2 separate regions of the Mus musculus genome follow, and region 1 is linked to region 2. A link is a contact called in public Micro-C data. All regions are on one chromosome and are shown on one strand. Each heading gives the region's core, a stretch centred on a gene start, on an enhancer-like site or on the middle of the called end of the contact. The rest is flanking DNA. Distances are from core to core; before and after follow the strand shown.

Region 1 (2,736 bases), core at 206-2,705, 53 kb after region 2:
AAAACTTTACTTTTATGGCCAGGCCAGAGTTATAATCTCCTCAAGTATAGGAGAATGGAAGCAGCCCAGACCAGAAACAGAAAGACCTTTTTATGGCAAACAAGCAAGTTATTAAAAAAAGAAGAAGAAAAAACCCTAGAATTTTGCAGTGATTTTTATGATCATAGAAAAGGTATGTGTTATGAATTTATGGTCAGACATGTTATGGGTTTATAGTAAGACGGTCAACATACCATGAAACATTTTATGGACAGTCAAGTCTCAAAACAATGAGGACAATTTACAATGTGTAGTTCACTAGATTATTGAGGAAAACAAAACAACAACAACAACAACTCTTAGTTAAGGGCATGATCAAAATCTAACATTGTTGAACCAAAAAGAAAATTGGAGTCAGCTGCCCCTGAGCAAACTTACTGTCTAAGGTGACTGTCTATCACTGAAGGAAGCCATGGCAGGAACTCAATCAGAGACCACTGAAGAACTGCTTACTGGCTTGCCCAGCTGCCTTTCTCTTACAGCCTAGGCCCACCTGCCTAGAGAGGGTACCACCCAGCGTGAGCTGGTTCCCCTTCCATCAACCAGCAGTCAAGAAAATGCCCCACAGACATGGCCACATGCCCATCTTATGGCGGCAACCCCTCAACTGACATTTCCTCATCCCAGTTATGTCAAGTTGACAAGGGAGAGTGACAGTTCTACTCTTTCATATCCTAGCTGCTGATCATTACTGGGGACAGACTTATCTCCACAGATATGGGGGTAGTATCTCAGGTAAGGTATTTCCCTTGAACATCACATCCAATGGAAGATAATCCCACCCACTTGCATTTTTAATCTGAGTGGCGATTTGAAACGGAAGTCAAAGCCATTCATACAAGCAAACCCTCTGTTGGCTGATAGCCTTCTATTTCAGGCACCGCTTCAAGGCTTTTTGCTATGTAATATATGCAAAATGATGCATGCATACATTTATCAAGTACTTCTGCTAAATTTCCCTTTTATGGTGGAGATGACAAGAGATGCACACCAACAAACAGTAACATTTTGAAATCTAGATAAGCTTTCTGTTAGGTTTCAGAGAAGCTCTAGACAAAGGGCTAACTGAGATACCTATTAAGATATCAAAGCAGCGATGGCCAGCTCTTCAGCATCCCTCAGTACCAGTGGCTCCGCCCAGCACTTCTCACCCCACCCCCTGCCCTAAACCTCTCCATCCCCCGAGCTTCACTTCCCTTCCCCCAGCTGTTCTTCCCTATGTAACCTCAGCCATTTTGGTTCCTGATTCCACTCTTGGCCTCTTGGTTCTTTTGGTTCCCATGTGCTCTCTCCGTTCCCTCTCTCTTGTCTTCCTCTCTCTCCCCACCCCTTCTTCTCTCTGGGTGAGGTTCAGTCTGAGCCATTCCAGACCCTCTCTCCCCACCCCCTCTTCTCTCTGGGTGGGGTTCAGTCTGAAGCATTCCGGATGCGTCTGGCTCTGCTCACCTTCACCTCTTCAACAGGAACTTTCTCCTCTACCATACCCAGGAGTGGCCGCTTCTCATTTTCATTCCCTTGCTATTTATAATAAAAGCAGCAATGTTACAAAGCATTAAGATGATTGTAACTGATACCTGACACCGGTAAGATAACTTTTAGCAGAGCACTCAGAGAGAAGAACCATCTCTCTCCTGGTGTTCTCTTCTTTCAAGACCAGATTTTTCAATCCAGGTTTGGTAGTGCCAGCTTTTGGAATCCCAGCACTCTGGAGGCAGAGGCATGCTGATTTCTGATTTCAGGTCTAGCCTGGACTCCACAAGTTCCAGGCCAATCAAGGCTACTTAGTAACACCTTGCCTAAAACACAAAGCAAACAACCACAAAACAGAACACAGTGAGAAACAAAACTGGGCTTTTCAAGGTTCTTATCCCATTGATTTAAACTAAAGGAGAAAAAACTCTTGGGGTTGGAGAGACAGCTTGGTGGTTAAGAGAATTGGCTACTCTTCTAGAAAACCTGAGTTTGAGGCCCAGCTGAAGAGCTCTGGTAGCCCTAAGCTTGGCAAACAAACTCTTGCAGGTCTTGCCCTCTCCCACTGGACATATCTGTGCTTTGTTGAGGCTCATTAGGGCAAAGCTCGTTCCACCAGGACAAAAGAATAGGATGTAAGTTCTACTTCACGCCCTGGCTTCTACCTGGGTTCTAACCCGGAATGTTACTTACTCTTCTCTCTACCTTTTAAAAGTTAGTTCAGGCTGCACGAGGTGTTTGCATGCCTTTAATCCTGGCAAAGGTAGACTGATCTCTGTGTGTTCCAGGCCAGCCTGGTTTACACAGTGAATGGCAGGACAATCAGGGCTACATATTGACACTCATCTTTAAAAAAAAAAAAAAAAAAAGGAAAAGAAAAGAAAAAGGAGTTAATTTTGCTAGGCCTGTCATGTTATGGAGAATGGAGGATTAGCTCTCCTCTTAATGAGATAATGCATCTTTCTTTCCCAGAAGCCGCTCCCTTGAGGAAGCCACTCACACGCCTTCTGTCGGGCAGCACTGCAGAGCCTCAGCTCTGCCAGCTGCCTGCTTTTCTTATTGTAACTTTTCCTTTCTCTTTATTTCTTTGTTGTCTTTCTCTCTTTCCTTCCTTCCTCCCTCCCTCCCTCCCTCCCTCCCTCCCTCCCTCCCTCCCTCCCTTCCTTCCTTCCTTCCTTCCTTTCTTTTTTCACTAACCAAAGCCAGGGCATGCTTTCCCTGACGCTC
Region 2 (2,898 bases), core at 324-2,823:
AATAATCTTCTTTAACCTCCTTACAAGATTCTGTTTAGTGATGAAGGTGGCCCTTTTGATTTTAAAATGAACATAAAATAAAAATTTAAAATTCAATCGAAAGCCTTTTCCTAAGTGGGATGGTCCTTCCTAGCAGTCCGATTCCTCCTAGTGAAGGTTAGTGGGTGTTCTAGTTTCATATATGAAGTCTAACAGCAGACTGCCTGTGTTCACATTCACCACCTGGGTGTACTCAACATGGCCATGGTGCCTCCATTTTCCTTATCTGCAAAATGGGGGAAAGAGTATCTAAGATATTTTAAAGCTGTAAGACATCAAGTGCCTAACACCTCAAAACTGTATGTATATCTTTGTTATACCAAGGTGAAGACTCCGGTCAGATGAAGCCACACCCGGAGTATCACTGAAAGATGGAACACGGTGAACATTTGAGACGTCACTGGGAGACCCCCATCTTGGAAGTCTAGGTTATGATATTTTTCACACCGCTGCTCATCACAAACCTCTGAACTCTTCAAGTCTCCTTTTCTTCGGGCCCCTTGCCTGAAGAAACTCATACTAGACCTGCCAGGTACTTCTAAGGTTAATTATGCATAGGTTTCTCTAAACCATCGATGCTAAGCCTCTAGGAACCCTCTCAACTCTCTTTTCTGGTTTGTTCTAGAAGACGCCTATAGTCTTCCCTCATCTGCTTCCTCCCGAGGCTCCTGCACAGCTCTGCTTGGGAAACCCTTTTTAATACATTCCCCGGCTCCTTAGAGGCGTTCTGAATCCCCAAACCATCATCTGAAACTGTTCCTGAAAATCCGTTGTCGAGCGCTCCTGAGCTCTTCATCGGATTCCTAGTTAAAGAAGCCACAGAGGAGTAAGCTGGGGCTTCCGAGTTGGTGAGTTGAGCTGAAGACCAGCTTGGGAATTGTCCCTTTAGGTCCCTTTAGACACCACAAAGAGAGAGAGGAGGAGGATAGTGACGCACCTGAATAGGTCCGCTAGAGTAAGGAAATAAACTAGGACTTGACGTGGATTGAGTAGGAGGGCAACACTCACACACACACACAGAGGGGGGCACACACACACTCACACACGGATGACAGACAGCAGAACAGAGAGGCAGGCAGCACCAGCTGTCTGACAACCGCCAAGCTCGGATTCGGACACCGTCTCTAAGCGGGTACCGCAGTGCCCTCCCTGACACCTCCGCAGGTTACAGTTAGAGCATCCCTCCGCCCAGCCCGGCTCCCCGCCCCCCACGAACTCGGGTCCCCAGTGTCCTCTAGAACGCCGGCGTGGCTGTCGCACTTCGAACCCCCTCGCCCACCCTTGCCCACCCTCTCGCCCTGGGCGCCGGCGGCCGCGTCTCTGGCCAGCCTCCGGCCCCGCATCAATCATTAACGCGGCGGCCCGAGCGGTCGCAGCCCGAGAAGGGGGGGATGGTAGGAGACGCAAGACAGGGGACACCTCCATCCCCCCGCCGCGGCGCAGACACCCTAACCCCGGGGGCCCCCGCCCTGCGCGGCGCCGCCCTCCCCCGCCAGCGCCTCGCGCACATCCCGCCTCCCGCCGCCCGCCCCGCGCGCACGATGCCCAGTCACCGCCGCGCCGCCGCCGCCGCCACCACCGCCACCACCGCCGCAGTCAGCCGCGCCACCGCCGCCACCGCAGCGCGGCCGGCCGCGGGCTGAGAGACCCGAGCGTGGCGAGGACGCCGCCGGCAAGCCGCGCGCGCAGCAGCAGCCTCCCGCCCGGTGCGCCGAGCCCCCGGAGCAGCCCGCTTCCAAGCCGAGGCCGCGTAGCCAACCTGCGGCCGCGGTCCCGCGCGCGCGCGCGCGCACAAAGGCTCCGACGGCGCCCGGCGCCCGCGGTGGCCTCGCGCGCGCCCTAGCTAAGCCCGGGGCACCATGCCGCGGCGCCTGCAGCAGCGGGGCGCCGGCGTGAAGGGACCGCCGGCCTCGACCTCCCGGCGCTCGCATCCCGCCTCCGCCTCCGCCCCCCGGAGCCCGCCGGCGGCCACGACCAAGCCGCTGCTGCGCTGGGACGAGGTGCCCGATGACTTCGTGGAGTGCTTCATCCTGTCCGGCTACCGGCGGCTGCCGTGCACCGCGCAAGAGTGCCTGGCCTCGGTGCTGAAGCCCACCAATGAGACGCTCAACTTCTGGACGCACTTCATCCCGCTGCTGCTGTTCCTCAGTAAGTTCTGCCGCCTCTTCTTCCTGGGCGGCAGCGATGTGCCCTTCCACCACCCCTGGCTGCTGCCGCTGTGGTGCTATGCGTCGGGGGTGCTGCTGACCTTCGCCATGAGCTGCACGGCGCACGTGTTCAGCTGCCTGTCGCTGCGCCTGCGCGCCGCCTTCTTCTACCTGGACTACGCTTCCATCAGCTACTATGGCTTCGGCAGCACCGTGGCCTACTACTACTACCTGCTGCCCAGCCTGAGCCTGCTGGACGCCAGGGTCATGACGCCGTATGTGCAGCAGCGCCTGGGCTGGCACGTGGACTGCACCCGCCTCATCGCGGTCTACCGCGCGCTCGTGCTGCCCGTGGCCTTCGTGCTGGCTGTGGCCTGCACCGTGGCTTGCTGTAAGAGCCGCACCGACTGGTGCTCCTACCCGTTCGCCCTGCGCACCTTCGTCTTCGTCATGCCGCTCAGCATGGCCTGCCCCATTATGCTAGAGAGCTGGCTCTTCGACCTGCGAGGCGAGAACCCCACACTCTTCGTGCACTTCTACCGCCGCTACTTCTGGCTGGTGGTGGCCGCCTTCTTCAACGTGAGCAAGATCCCTGAGCGCATCCAGCCGGGTCTCTTCGACATCATTGGCCACAGCCATCAGCTCTTCCACATCTTCACTTTCCTCAGCATCTATGACCAGGTGTACTACGTGGAAGAGGGCCTGCGCCAGT

Evidence for each region. A called contact is a pair of places that touch in the nucleus more often than the background predicts.
Region 1: a Micro-C map of embryonic stem cells shows a contact between it and region 2, with 1.8 times the contacts expected there. The contact joins the enhancer-like site here to the promoter of Paqr9 in region 2. A contact is called at or near these places in 7 of 39 promoter capture datasets (3T3-L1-derived adipocytes, the HPC-7 cell line, embryonic stem cells and 4 more), 11 of 484 Hi-C or Micro-C datasets (the HPC-7 cell line, embryonic fibroblasts, embryonic stem cells and 2 more), 4 of 115 datasets of contacts at active chromatin or transcription factors (embryonic stem cells, liver, pancreatic cancer cells and 1 more) and 3 of 9 other capture datasets (adipose tissue, liver and pancreatic islet).

The regions. Positions count from the first base shown.
Region 1 is chr9:95,611,121-95,613,856 of GRCm38.p6, forward strand. No RefSeq gene overlaps it. Among named protein-coding and RNA genes, the nearest start is that of Gm25582, 12 kb to the right of the region's middle. Within about 2 kb of position 1,456, at least 14 of the 459 cell types and tissues checked have an H3K27ac peak or open chromatin away from gene starts, as enhancers often do. A contact at or near this core is called in embryonic stem cells, where this site is marked.
Region 2 is chr9:95,558,061-95,560,958 of GRCm38.p6, forward strand. It overlaps Paqr9 (progestin and adipoQ receptor family member IX), which reads left to right and starts at 1,574. Exons shown (of 1, transcript NM_198414.3): 1 at 1,574-2,898. The coding sequence starts at 1,899.